3 separate regions of the Sus scrofa genome follow, and regions 1 and 2 are each linked to region 3. The links are chromatin contacts, called in public HiChIP or PLAC-seq maps. All regions are on one chromosome and are shown on one strand. The core of a region is the stretch at or near the end of the contact, and the rest is flanking DNA. Distances in the headings are between cores, read along the strand shown.

Evidence for each region. HiChIP or PLAC-seq counts read pairs in DNA pulled down with a chosen protein or histone mark.
Region 1: a contact with region 3 is called in an H3K27ac HiChIP or PLAC-seq map of alveolar macrophages. The contact joins two enhancer-like sites. A contact is called at or near these places in 1 of 5 promoter capture datasets (liver), 3 of 47 Hi-C or Micro-C datasets (blood, embryonic fibroblasts and skeletal muscle) and 1 of 2 datasets of contacts at active chromatin or transcription factors (alveolar macrophages).
Region 2: a contact with region 3 is called in an H3K27ac HiChIP or PLAC-seq map of alveolar macrophages. The contact joins two enhancer-like sites. A contact is called at or near these places in 1 of 5 promoter capture datasets (liver), 2 of 47 Hi-C or Micro-C datasets (heart right ventricle and skeletal muscle) and 1 of 2 datasets of contacts at active chromatin or transcription factors (alveolar macrophages).

The regions. Positions count from the first base shown.
Region 1 is chr1:133,271,962-133,276,277 of Sscrofa11.1, reverse strand. No RefSeq gene overlaps it. Among named protein-coding and RNA genes, the nearest start is that of TMCO5A, 110 kb to the left of the region's middle. Within about 2 kb of position 2,482, at least 20 of the 83 cell types and tissues checked have an H3K27ac peak or open chromatin away from gene starts, as enhancers often do. A contact at or near this core is called in alveolar macrophages, where this site is marked.
Region 2 is chr1:133,116,387-133,121,098 of Sscrofa11.1, reverse strand. All of the region lies in intron 2 of LOC106506784 (basic salivary proline-rich protein 2-like), which reads right to left. Among named protein-coding and RNA genes, the nearest start is that of SPRED1, 100 kb to the right of the region's middle. Within about 2 kb of position 1,603, at least 27 of the 83 cell types and tissues checked have an H3K27ac peak or open chromatin away from gene starts, as enhancers often do. A contact at or near this core is called in alveolar macrophages, where this site is marked.
Region 3 is chr1:133,205,235-133,209,760 of Sscrofa11.1, reverse strand. No RefSeq gene overlaps it. Among named protein-coding and RNA genes, the nearest start is that of TMCO5A, 180 kb to the left of the region's middle. Within about 2 kb of position 1,395, at least 17 of the 83 cell types and tissues checked have an H3K27ac peak or open chromatin away from gene starts, as enhancers often do. A contact at or near this core is called in alveolar macrophages, where this site is marked.

The DNA.
Region 1 (4,316 bases), core at 1,233-3,732, 65 kb before region 3:
ACTTTGATATCAGGAAAATGCTGGTCTCACAATGAGTTAGAAAGTTTTCTTTCCTCTTCCCTTTTCTGGAAAAGTTTAAGAATGATTAGTGCTGGTTCTTCTTCAAGTGTTTGCTGAAATTCACAGTGAAGCCATCAGGTCCAGGGCTTTCCTTTTGGGGGAGATTTTATTACTGATTCCATCTCCTGACTTGTTATAGATCTATTCTATAGAATAGGTTTTCTAGGTTTTCATGATCAAGTCTGGACAGGTTTTATGTTTCTAGGATTTGCCCATTTTATCTAAGTTATCCAATTTTTTGCATACAATTGTTCTCAGTATTCTCTTACTAATTTTTGTAGCATCAGTAGTAATGCCAGTAGTTATTTGATTTCTTTCAGTCATCTAACTAAAAGTTTGTCAATTATGTCGCCTTTCTAAAGAACTAACTTGATTTCGTTGATCTTCTCTATTTTTCTATCCTCTATTTACCTATGTTATAATCCTAATCTAATCCTAAATCTGCACTTAATATATTAGCTGGCCCACTCAGATTCTTGTCACACTTAAGTTTGATAAATGGTCTTCTATAGATGAATGTTTGACCACATGCCCCTTGAAACTCCCTACAGATTGGCATCAGCCCATATTCAGCCACAAGACCCTCCTTCAATGTGAAATCCCAAATACATTAATGCCTACAGCTGCAGGAGCCAGGCCAGTTATGGGAAGGAAAATAGAGATATATAAAGGCATTAGTGAGTGGTGGGTGGCAAGGACAATTTTCCTATCAATTTAGTAGCTCATCAAAAAGAAGGATGTTAGTATATCCTGATTTTTTGTTGTTATCTGTCTGTTTGTTTGTTTTTGGCCACACCTGCAGCATATAGAACTTCCTGGGCAATAGATGGAATCATAGCCACAGCTATGACCTACACCCTCCAGCAACACCAGATCCTTAACCCACTGCCCCATAGCAGGAACTCCATCCTGCTTTGTTGTTCACTCTTCCAAATTTCTACAATCACAGCTTTCTGTTTTATTTTTTTTTTTTTTGTCTTTTTGCTATTTCTTTGGGCCGCTCCCGCGGCATATGGAGGTTCCCAGGCTAGGGGTCTAATCGGAGCTGTAGCCACTGGCCTACGCCAGAGCCACAGCAACGCAGTATCCGAGCCGCGTCTGCAACCTACACCACAGCTCACGGCAACGCCGGATCGTTAACCCACTGAGCAAGGGCAGGGACCGAACCCGCAACCTCATGGTTCCTAGTCGGATTCGTTAACCACTGCGCCACGACGGGAACTCCAGCTTTCTGTTTTAAATGTGGTAAAACTTCTCTTTGGCATTAGCAGACTACATGACGAATAAGACTGGAAGAGTGGCCTATTGGGAGTTAAATAGTGCCAGATCTTTATAAGTAGCACCTTTCCCTAGCTTCACCTGTTAGAGCCCAATCCCAATAAACACACACCAGCCCATTTGGAAATGAACTGACCCCTCAAGAAGAAGCAGGTTCACCCCTCTCCAGGAATCTTGGTGCCACACCACCAAAAAAAGCCACTATCGAGGTAAAAGACTTTGTCCTCTCTTTGCTAGCCACTTCCCTCCATGCTCTTAGGACTTAAAACCACAGTCAATAGAACTGGCCTATCTTGTTCTTTTCTTTCCTCTTCATTATCCTGAAAGAGTCTTGAGAGGCTCCACCTCACTTTCCCACCCCACAGGAAGCAAACCATGTGGTTTAGTAAAATGCTTTTGTACCCTACCAGCAGATTTTTACATCTCTTCTTTTCCTCTGATTCAGCCTGCAGCTCTTGGGTAATAAAGATCAGAAAGTTGCCTCAGAACAGATCCTGATGTTTATTACAGAGTCCATATTGGTAACATCCACTTTGGAGCCCAGTGGCTAACCCCAAACTTGGTATCTAATTTACACTCTGCCTGATACAAAGCTGTTCTGTGAATCTGCCACTGTCGTCTTCCTGCATATGTGGTTCAGTCATTTTGTACAAGCACAAGATCCTTGAGAGCCCAACACTGTATGACACTGCTGCAAAAAATATTTCTATCACTATGCTGCTCTGCGATGACTCAGAAAAGATGAAAACAGGCGAGAAGATACCAAAATCACGTTGCCAGAAGCACAGTGCTGGCCAGTTACACAAGCCAAAGAAAAGTCAGCATCCACTTTATCCACACGGTGGTGCTAGCTTCAAAAGAATTACCCAAAAAGGACATGAAAACAGTTCCACTTTCCTCTCTTTAATGAAAAAGCTGTGCACCAGGGTCGAAACCTCACTCGTGGAAGGGGACTATACATGAATTTTGCAAATAAGCATCTAAAATAGATGAGTTTGTCCTAATCCCCACCCTACTTCCCAAGGGGAATAAAAAGAACCAAATCACCATCTTTTTTTCCAACTCACTGATTCAATCTTTATCGACCCTGGGGCAAAAGAATGACTCATACTGGGATCTTGGATGTGTACAGTCCTGGCACAGAACCTTATTATTCCTGAGAGGGAGCTGGGGTAGCCTGGGGAGAGCTGGTCAGCTAGCCATGTAAGGCTTGTCATTGAGTTTGTGTAAGTTCTGTTGGCAGTCTGACAAGATGGGAACAGCAGACATTTCACTGGTGTCACTGAATTAAAACAAGGTGGGCTCAACGTGGGTGCCTTCCAGGCCAATGGGCAGAGAAGGCCAGAAAGTCACAAAAATATGCTCATAGGACCAAGTCTCCTCTATTTGTGGAAACTAAATCTTTCACTTAACTGTTTTAAGAGCTCGAGGTGGTAGTGGGGATCTCATTAAGCATGCCAAACAGCACTTAGGTAATGTAGGTCATGCCAAATGGAACCAGTGACCAGGTGTATAAACAAACAACTTTTTAAAACATGGTGCTTGTCAACACTGAAAGCACCCTCAACTTTAGAAAGGGAAAACTAACAAGAGTGGTTAATGGTCCTTTGTAAGTCTGCCCATACCTGACACTGACACTGATAATGATGAAGACCATGCACCACAGTGATGTAAGTTCAAACTGTTTTCAGACCTGGCCCTAGACTCTGGCAGCTTGCTGATATCTGTGACTTGGAAAAAAACACAAAGTACCACTTACCATTATACCTAAATATCTCCCTCTGGCCCACCATGGAAAATCTCCAATTTAGACGAGAGCCTCATGAATATTATCCCTATAGTTTTATCCCTAAAATATCTATCTTTGAGGTTACCTGGTGACCTAGTGGGTTAAGGATCTGGTGTTGTCACTGCTGTGACACAGATTCAATCCCTGGCCCAGGAACCTCTGCATGCCATAGGCATAGCCAAATATGTGTGTGTGTGTGTGTGTGTGTGTATGTATAAAAACACAGAAGGAAGGAAAGACCCTAGCAAAAATTCCCATTAGAATGAATGAGGTCAATATATTGCCTAATTTACCCTTGAAATAGCAAGGAATTGGATACTGAAAAGATGGCATATGAGACAACTAAGTGTTGACAAAGTCTGAGGAGTTCAGCAGTCACAGAATGACTTGGGTACAAGTAAGAATGAGTCTGGGAGGATCTTCCCATTTATCACAAATTGGACAAAGCAAAGACGACTCACAGGCTCAATCAAATTTGCAGTTGCATTTCATTTGGCTCAGTGTTTTTTCTTTATAATTTGCATTTGTTGTAAATAATTAAAATTCTGGAGATGCCATCTAAAATCCTAGATTTTGGACTTCTCTTTAAAAAATGAAAAGTTGTGTAACCAGTGGATAGAATTCTCAAGTGACAATAATTGCTCAAAGCTGAGAAATAACAGCTGAGTCAACAGAGTACATGGTCACTTGTTCACCATAATCCCCGTCACCCCAACTGTGTCATACCTGATCTGCTTTACTCATCTGTGCCATCACCAGGCCCCTTTAAGTCCTAATTGACCTTGATTCCTTAGGGTCACCTTAGAGAGAATCCTTAAAAGGAAGATGATAATGCCAACAGGGAGGGAAGGTACCAAAAGATAACTTTCTAGACAGAACAGGGTTATACCTGAAATAACTAAAGGAAACACCTAGCGAAAAGTTAACATAGCACATCTCATACTGGACTAAGTGGAAAGCAAGGGCTTTCAGGACTCAGAGCAGTGTGAGAAGAGACAAATGAAAAACCATATGATGTGATGAGAAAGTGTTCCTGAATCTCAGCTTTTGATTTATGAGGAGGCAAACCACAGACTTACCAACAAGTCATATGAACTTTAGAAATAGTCAGAGGCTCCCTGTGTGGCAAGAATGCAGTTTATGTGCTCACTCTCCCACAGCCCATGGATAAGGCATGATGGAACTGAAC
Region 2 (4,712 bases), core at 354-2,853, 89 kb after region 3:
ACTGTGGCAATGCCATATCCTTAACCCTCTACACCACAAGGGAACTCCCAAAAATTGTATTTTTAATGGAAGCAAACCCATGCTGCATTTTTAAGGTAGCAAGTGTTAAAATGGCCACATGTGGCATGGTTCTAATCAGTATTTAAGTTGCTCATCATTCAAAGATCTGTTCTCCTGGCATTTTCTCACTTCCTCATCCCTCAACCCATAAAGGCCAGACAAAGATAATTGATACCTATTGATCCTCAGCTAAGGGCTCAAGAAGCCCTTCTATCTAGGACTCATTCCCATCACGCTCTCTTCATCTTCCATTTATTACTTGACACCCCGAACAGTGGATTCCATCTTTCAAGGATGCCAACATCCCAGGATTTGAAGCCTGAGATGAAGTTCTGAAATTTAGCAAGTGGGGTGAGGAATATCTCAACCTAGCCCTATCAAACATCCCTCGAGTTTCCTTTGGAAATTATTCACACACGAAACAAGAGTAAACTGGGAAACAAGGTATCATATTATACACATCTCTTGGCAAGTCTCTGTTCAAGTAGATGGCTTGGGCCCAAAATCTGCATGGAGTTTTACCTTCCTTCCAACCCTAAATTCACACTTTACCAGCATCAAGCTCCCGAGGGGAAGTCAGTAGGTATCCTGCCAACTTCATCTCCAGCTATCCTCCTGCTACATTTGTGATCCAGATAACATTGCAAGGAGTTTAATTCCTCAAACCCACTCCACTCTTTCTTATGTCTAAGCCTTAAGATATGCTATTCCCTCTGCCTACAACAAACACCCTTTGCACCCACAACTCTCTTCAATTGGCTAAATGCTGCTTATCCTTTGGATCTCTGAGTCCTCCCCTAGGTAGCCTTGCACTTCTACTAGCAGAGCTTTTATCACATTACATTGTGATGATATATTTACTTGTCTGCAGTCCCCCAGGCTGTTAAGGAACAGGAGGAGTCAGATACATCCTGTTCAGCTTTGTTAACACAAAACTGTATCTATGATCCCTGGGACACAATAGGTGCATAATGATTATTTATTAAATGAATGAATGTAAATTCCATTTGTCTTTTTAATTTTTTTAACCTCGCTCACCATCTTCAGATCTGTATGCATTTCCACAAACTGTTCTAAACTTTTTGAGCAAGGAAATGCTTCAGAATTGAGAACTTGCTCCCCTGGCATCTTAATATCCAAAAAAGAATTTCTTTCAGGAGTCCCAGGAAGGGAATGATGTAAAAATACGGTAGAATTCTTAAAGAAAATCCAGGAATTCATGACTCCTGTGACAGCTGAAATAAATATACTGCCTTAGTCATCACTATTCTTTTAAACCAGTTTGAGGAAACATGTTTTGCTTTTTGTTTTAAACAGGAACAGATTGCTCAGGGTTTGGGGGAGCCAGACACGAAACAGAAAGCCCTTCCTCTTTCATTTTACAAGTCCTTGCTGTCTGCCCAGCGCTGATATATTTATTGAACTGCAGATTAAACAACCTTCTTTCTCCTCTCCAAATGGCCTGGTGTGGTGTTGGAGAGGGAAAGAAATCAGGAGCACGCCTCCAGCTGCCAGCCTTGGGAGCTTAGCACTGAAGGAGGAAGGCCAGGAATTCTGCTCATCCTGGACGCAGGAAACTCTGAACCCAAGTGGCCTGAGTCTAAACTTGGAGAGGGAATTAGAGTTGAAAATTAACCCTTCAGCTGCTGGACAAGCTCAGCAAGTTGGGCAATGATACTACTTAACAGATCAAAAGAGGAGCAAGTAACTGCTATCTGCTCCTAAAGTCCTTTTGGCATTTTCTCTCTGGCTCTGGACCAACCTGTTCTTTTTTCGTTTGGGGAAGTACATAGAGGGAAACCAACATTTACTGAGTTTTTTTTATGTGCCAGCGGGCACCATATGTAGTGATTTGCATGCACTGTCTTATTTAATCATCCATACCATCATGTGATTGTATTGATTTTTATCCTCATTTTATGAAGAAATTGATGCTCCTAGAAAGCAAGTAACTTAGCCACTTAATTAATAAACAATAAAACCGAGGTTCGGATCCAAATCTAATAAATTCAAACCCCAGTATTTTTTTCCTTCTGCACCTGGGAATTGGCACCTGAAATCTTAGAAATTTGTCCAAACTTTTGAAGAGAGCACAAAATTTTAAAAGGTTCTGCACAGCTCATATCATCACAGTAACCATTCTGCAGGTGAACTATAGTTGATCATAGACAGAATATTGTTTCCAACTATAATGGTAAGACTTTTCTGAAAGAGCATTTTGACAAAGATTAACTATTTATCCAGTTAACCCAGATTCCCTTTACAATTGAGGATGATTATGACATCCATAAATTAAGTATTTCCGTGTTAAATAACAGCCCTAAGCACTTAGAGTTTTCCTTAGCATTCTCTATCTATATTTTATAGCATCTCTCCAGGGATGTTATAATGATTTGTCTGTCTTTCCCACTGCAATATGAGCTCCTAAAGGGAAGGTAGAGAGAATGTGATTCATTTTTGTGTTGCTTAACCCAAGGCCTGGCAGTCATGGCCACTCATTAAATGTTTGTTGGATTGATCTGGCAGAGACCACGACTGTGAAAACAACTGGCTATAATGGAGTTTGATAAGAATTACCATTAAAATATGTTCAAGATGAGGTGTAAGCATTTAAAAACAATCAATTAATTCTGTCTAAAGGAAGGACTGTTGGGAAAATTGCACAATGTGATGAGTTCACCAGGTGAAGAAGGAATAGAAGAAAGGCATTTCAAAGAGAGAGAGGCTTAAGCAAAAGCAAGACAGCAGGAAACAGGGCAAGTAGTTGGAAGAGGGACCCGTGGATTTGTCTTCTTGAACTTTTGAGATAGGCAGAGGAAAAGGAACAAGAGTCAAAAGAGTTAAGAATTTTTGTCAACAATATCAAAGTGCACCTACTTCTTTCTTTACACTTTGTGCTTAGCCTATCATGGAAGGTATGGCTTTAGTCCAGAAGCTCTGAAGCTGGTGTGTGCTTATAAATAGGCCATCCTCTTAGAATGCTTACTCCTAATATCCCTTCTAGGATTTCAAGGGGAAGTGAGGTTGAGTGACTTAGAAGGGCAAAGATCATCAATACCAAAGAAGCCTTTTTGGAAGACAGAGAAAATTCCCTCCTCCTAAAAGTGAGAAATGAAGGGCTTCCCAGAGTATTTGCACATGGGAGCTCCGCAGCCAAGGGCAATAAAGGGAATTGACACTGAAATAATCACTTTCCCCTCCCACAGGCTAAGGAACCCTAGAGCAGTGGCTCTAAACTTGCCTACAACTTAAGGTCACTTTCAAGTACCCTGATGCTCAGGCTACACCACTGACCAATTGATTCAGAATCTCTGGAGATGGAACTGGGCCTCATGACACTTTTAAGCTCCTTTGGTGATTCCAATATGCAGCCAACTTTGAGAACTGCTCCTTCAAAGAGTGGACAAACTGGTGGGTGGCTGGGAGGGTGAGATTGTGATATCGGTAGATCTGGGATGAGGGAAACCTTTTTCTAAGATTGCATTAAATGTTTCTTTAATGCAACTGATGTGCTTATGCAACTGATGTGAGTGTAGAATATTTACAGAATTCTCAGGCAGGTTGGCTGTGGATCACACTAGGGAAAGCCCTAGTATAACAGATTAGCCTCTGTTAGCTCCTATAGTGAGGAGCACGGAGCTAAAGTCTCTTTGAAGCCTGGCAACCATGTGTGAAAGCCATTGCATAGTCATGGATTCTATTCTCATTCCCAAGGACAATAGTGCAAATATCCTTTTAGAAGAGCCATAGTACTATGCTAAAACATTAAGTAGGAAATGTGATATACAGCACAGGATAGCAATTTCACAGACTGCTTGTCCATTTCATCGTATGATTTCTCCACCACCACCCACACTCCTGAACATTTTGCTACACAGCACATATTGGTCAAAATAATAAGAGTGTGGAGGGAATCTTAGTGATTTTTAAAGAAAATGCACCTTTAGGGCAAAAGGCAAATGCTTTTAAATAAATAGGTGCATGCAAATGTGCTTGTGAGAGCCAAATAAGAAATACAAGGCATTTCTTTTCTCCTACTGAGAAGAGGGAGACCTTTTTCCCAAAGTTGAATCAAATGTTTCTCTAATAGTGCTTATGCAATTGATATTATTGTAATATATTTACAGAATTCTATAAATCCATAGATTTAAAAAGAACCATTAGGTTTAACAAATTTAAAGGAGCAGGTAGTATGTTTGTGATTTTCTAAATGTAATAAAGATGTTGTTTTATTATATATCTTCCTCTACTTGAATGTGTTCATGAACTGGTTAAATATTTGATACTTAATCAACAAAGCTGCATTATGGATAATTATCTCAAGAATTGGCACCAGGGGCCAGATCCTTTTAGAAATGGCCTGCCAACTCTTCTGATATCTTCTCCATCACCAGCGAAATGAGAATCCAGGAAAGCAAAAAGAAAACTTCTCAGAAGTGCAAGGTGTTGAATTGTAGCAAATTTTCCTATACACAGAAACACTGAGATGTCTTTTATCTCTTCAATATTCCCTTTTATAATGCAACTCTCCCTCCACAATAATTCACCAGGCTGCAGCACTCCTAAAGAGAGCAAATGTTTTCTGCTTATCCATGCATGGTCTACCTCCTGTGTGGAACCTGTTAACCAAGTAGACCTTTCTTTTGCCCAGA
Region 3 (4,526 bases), core at 146-2,645:
AACCCCAAGTAATGGTGTTCTGGAAAATTCCATGAGAGGAAGGAAAGGTGAAGATGTAGAGGTGAACCTTCTAGACCAACCACACCAGCAACCAGGGAGTTGATGGGGGGGTTCGGCCCTCCCCATTCCCCACAACAAACCAATTCACCTTTTAAGTTTTCATTTAGTCTTTACTATTATTCTCCTAATATGAATACTATTCTCTATCAATGAATCCTTATCAGGCAGATAAAATGAACTGAATTCAGAGAACAATCAAATGAAAACACGTCTCCCTCCAGCAAAAGTGTTGACAACACATTCCTTTAAGACTAAAATTAAATAGCCTCTTGTGACTTTTTTCTCCCATAACAGCAAACACTGGGTCTGTCTCAAACCTTCCCTGACTGCCCGACATATTCATACCAGCTCAGAGGCCTCCAAGAGGAAAGTAACAAGCAGAATTAAAAAGGAACAAATGATTCACAGCCCCAGTGCTTTGTTTCTAGGAGCAACTGGTGTCCACTTCCAGAATTTCTGAGGCTGGAAATGATGGGGGAACTATGTGGTCCAGAAAAAAAGATTATGTGGACTTGAATGGCTTGTCATCATTAAATTTCCCTACGGGGCCAACATACTGCCTCTTTGCAGTTTACCAGATTTTACCTAACCTCATCCACATTTAAAAGTCTATGGAAAAACAGGAGGGCCTTTCAGGGAGAGATTCATTCATGTTTGGATTCAAGCAGACTGAGGAACCTTTAATAGCACTGTCATTATCCTGCAGGGCACACCACAGAGCAGCCATCAAGCTCTCCCTCAGTGGACACAAATTTCCTCTGGAATTTACAGAGCAGAAACCTTAAACACACATCGCTATAAGAACCAGATTACATAATGTCTCCATCACCCTCCTGACAGCTACAATTATGAGTCAATCTCTGGTTTAACTATGAAACCGGAAGCTCCGTGTTTCCCCTCTGACTATGTGGCAGGCTAAGTGGAGCTCTCCGGGCCTGTCAGTTTAAAGATCTGAGCTGCTCCCACAGTCACTAATTTAGCATGAGACCAAATGATGGGGTAATTAAAAGCAGCACTACAGAGCCCCACTCCAGGACCAGATGTTCTCCTTGTTTAACCATTGCCCACATAAGGAACAGAAATAGTGCCCCCTCCTTTAATTTCTCCTAAAAAAAAAAAAAAAAAAAAAAAAAAAAAAAAAAACCTCCCCAGCTAATTTCCGGCTTCTGATCTTTCCATCCCACAAAATAAAATAAAAATAAAAACCCCGTTACCAAAAGATGACATGTTATTGAACACATGCCTGTAAGTTGTAATATGCCCTGTAGTCTCCTCTTTGTATGCCTTGAAGCTTCCAGCTTAGAAGACTGAAGTTGCCCTGGCAACCTCACAGGACCAACAGCTCTAGAGAGCCCCACCTAGCTGCAAGGACTTAAATTTGAGTCAACACAGGACACCCTAGCACTTAGTAGCCCAGAGACTAGTGGATAGCATTGCTTTTTGGATTTTTAGGAGCCAAAGACTGGCTGAATGAGGCATCCCCTCCCCTTTTATTGCCAAAATAAAAAAAAAGGAAGGGAGGACAAATAAGTCTCTACCCTAACTTCCAGGGCACTCTCACTAAGAGCATAGGCCATCTGATAAATGAGAGGATTTTTCTTCATTTTTTCCTGGGCTACTGGACAAACAGCAAGACAGAAAAAAAAAAAGGGTAGTTAAATTAATAATTTAATTTTTTTTTTGTCTTTTTTGGGGCTGCACTCGCAGCATATGGAGGTTCCCAGGGTAGGGGTCTAATCGGAGCTATAGCCACCAGCCTACGCCAGAGCCACAGCAACGCCAGATCCAAGCTGCATCTGCGATCTACACCACAGGTCACGGCAACGCCGGATCCTTAACTCAGTGAGCAAGGCCAGGGATTGAACCCACAACCTCATGGGTCCTAGTCAGATTTGTTAACCACTGAGCCATGATGGAAACTCCCCTTAAATTTTTCAAAAATGGAAAAGCAGTATGTGCTGTGGCTACTCCAATATTGCCAAATTAGATGAACTAGCTTTCATATGTCCTTGTGATCTGGGGTCTGGTCACTGTCTAAAGTGAAGGCTTCCTTAACCTTAAAACACCAGGGACATTATGGACTATCTTGCACATCCAGAGAATTTGAGTGATTCTCTGGATGTGCAAGATACAATTGATTACACAATTGTAATTCCAGAGCCTATGATCACAAACAAGTCACTTTTACCTCTTTGAAGTAATTTCTTAATCTTCAGTAGGGAGTGATATTTTTGATAATGATACTTTCTTCTCTTCAGGTGCTTGTCTCTGCAATCTTCAAACTCACTAACAATTCTAGGCATGCGACAGTTCCAGGTTTTTTTTTTTTTTTTTTTTTTTTTTTTGCCTTTTTGTCTTTTGTTGTTGTTGCTATTTCTTGGGCCGCTCCCGCGGCATATGGAGATTCCCAGGCTAGGGGTCCAATCGGAGCTGTAGCCACCAGCCTACGCCAGAGCCACAGCAACGCGGGATCCGAGCCGTGTCTGCAACCTACACCACAGCTCACGGCAACGCCGGATCGTTAACCCACTGAACAAGGGCAGGGACCGAACCCGCAACCTCATGGTTCCTAGTCGGATTCGTTAACCACTGTGCCATGACGGGAACTCCAGTTCCAGGTTTTTAAAATAAGAGGTATTGCCAAATCCCAAGTATTTCCAAATAAGTAAATCCTTTAAAAATAAATAAATCTAAATATATGAGACATGATTATTCATATGGACTTTTTGACTCAATGTAATCAGACAAGAAACTTCCATTCTGCCCTTCAGTGACCCATTTGGATCATTAATTATTTGCTATAGTTACTCCATATCAATGACCCAGTCTGACATAAGGCTAAAGCTGCTCTAAAAAAAAAATATTGTAAATCAGAAGGAAACAGAAATACTCAGTCATTTGGAGGAAATCCAGCAGTTCTGTAAAGTGAGGGGCATTGCTACTGATACTGTGGTATATAACTTTTGTTTATCCTAGAATCATTCACATGTGGGATTTGATGTGGGTTGTGCCCATCTTGTTAAATAGACAGGGACACTCCGAAAAGAATCTCAACTTTCAGGGATGATATCAGATCAAGACAAAATGCAGTAGAATGACAGCCAAGCAAGACCACAAGAAATAACGTTGTGGGCAGATGCATGTGTGGGCATACTGTAACCTGACACAAACAAGGAATCACTGGATTCCCACTTTTAGACTGGACTTTATATTTCTCACCACCTGATCAGTGTGTGTGTGTGTGTGTGTGTGTGTGTGTGTGTGTGTGAAGGAAGTTGAGGAAGAAGAAGGGAGCATCCATTTGTTTTATATCAATATCACTTAAGTGGTATTTCCTGCAGATACCTGTAGTGTTGTTGGGGTTTTTGGTTTTTTTGGTTTTTTTGTTTTTGTTTTTTTTTCCTTTTTGGCTTAGTAAACTAATAGATTCATTGTACTCAATAATAAACATTTGCTTAGCAATAGTTTAGAAGATATTTATAGGGAAAACTTGAATGATCCCATCTTCAAACAAAGCAAAACAAAACAGAACAAACATAGCTGTCTTGGAATGTTTGATCCGATGTCCCCCTTTTTCTGAATGTTATGAAAAAACCTCTGAAATTGGATAGATTGCAATTCAAACCAGCTTTACCACCTACCAGCTACATAACTTTGAACACATCACTTAACCTCTTTGAGTTTTGCTTTCGGGAACCCTTGTCTCATGGAGTTTCTCTAAAGATTAACAGGAATAGGACTTCCCGTTGTGGCGCAGCGGAAATGAATCTGACTAGGAACCATGAGGTTGCAGGTTCGATCCCTGGCCTTGCTCAGTGGGTTAAGGATTTGGCGTTGCCGTGAGCTGTAGTGTAGATCGAAGATGTGGCTCAGAGCTCGTGTTGCTGTGTCTGTGGTGTAGGCTCACAGCTGTAGCTCCAGTTGGACCCCTAGCCTGGGAACCTCCATATGCCCCAGGTGAAAGATTAACAGAAATAGTGCCTTGTTCTCAGGAGCCACTCAAGAATTCCTCCATTCCCTTAACGTGTTAGGAGATGCATTTAAAGTAAGATATCCTCTATGATCTCATATTGGTGAGCTTCATGATTTGGATACAAAAATATACTTGTTTTTATTGAATGGGGAAAATATTCATGCAGTTAGGCCCTCGGAGGAAAACAAAGTAGAAATCTAAACAGGGCCCCAAATAACAAGAACCAGGAGACATATTTAGGCCAGTATATAAGAAACAATGATGCCCATCACACCTAGCTACTGTATCATACTGTCCCATATCCTTCGGATGTTTAAAGAATGAATGAAGGATTAACTACACACACCCCTTGCAAATATAAAAATTCACATTGGACAATATTAACCATCCACTCAACCAGGAAAGAATGACTCCTCCACTCCACTGCCCCACTCTGCCTTGGGTCATTTCAGGAAACATTTGCAGCATGTTATTGCTCTCAAAATGTTCTCCT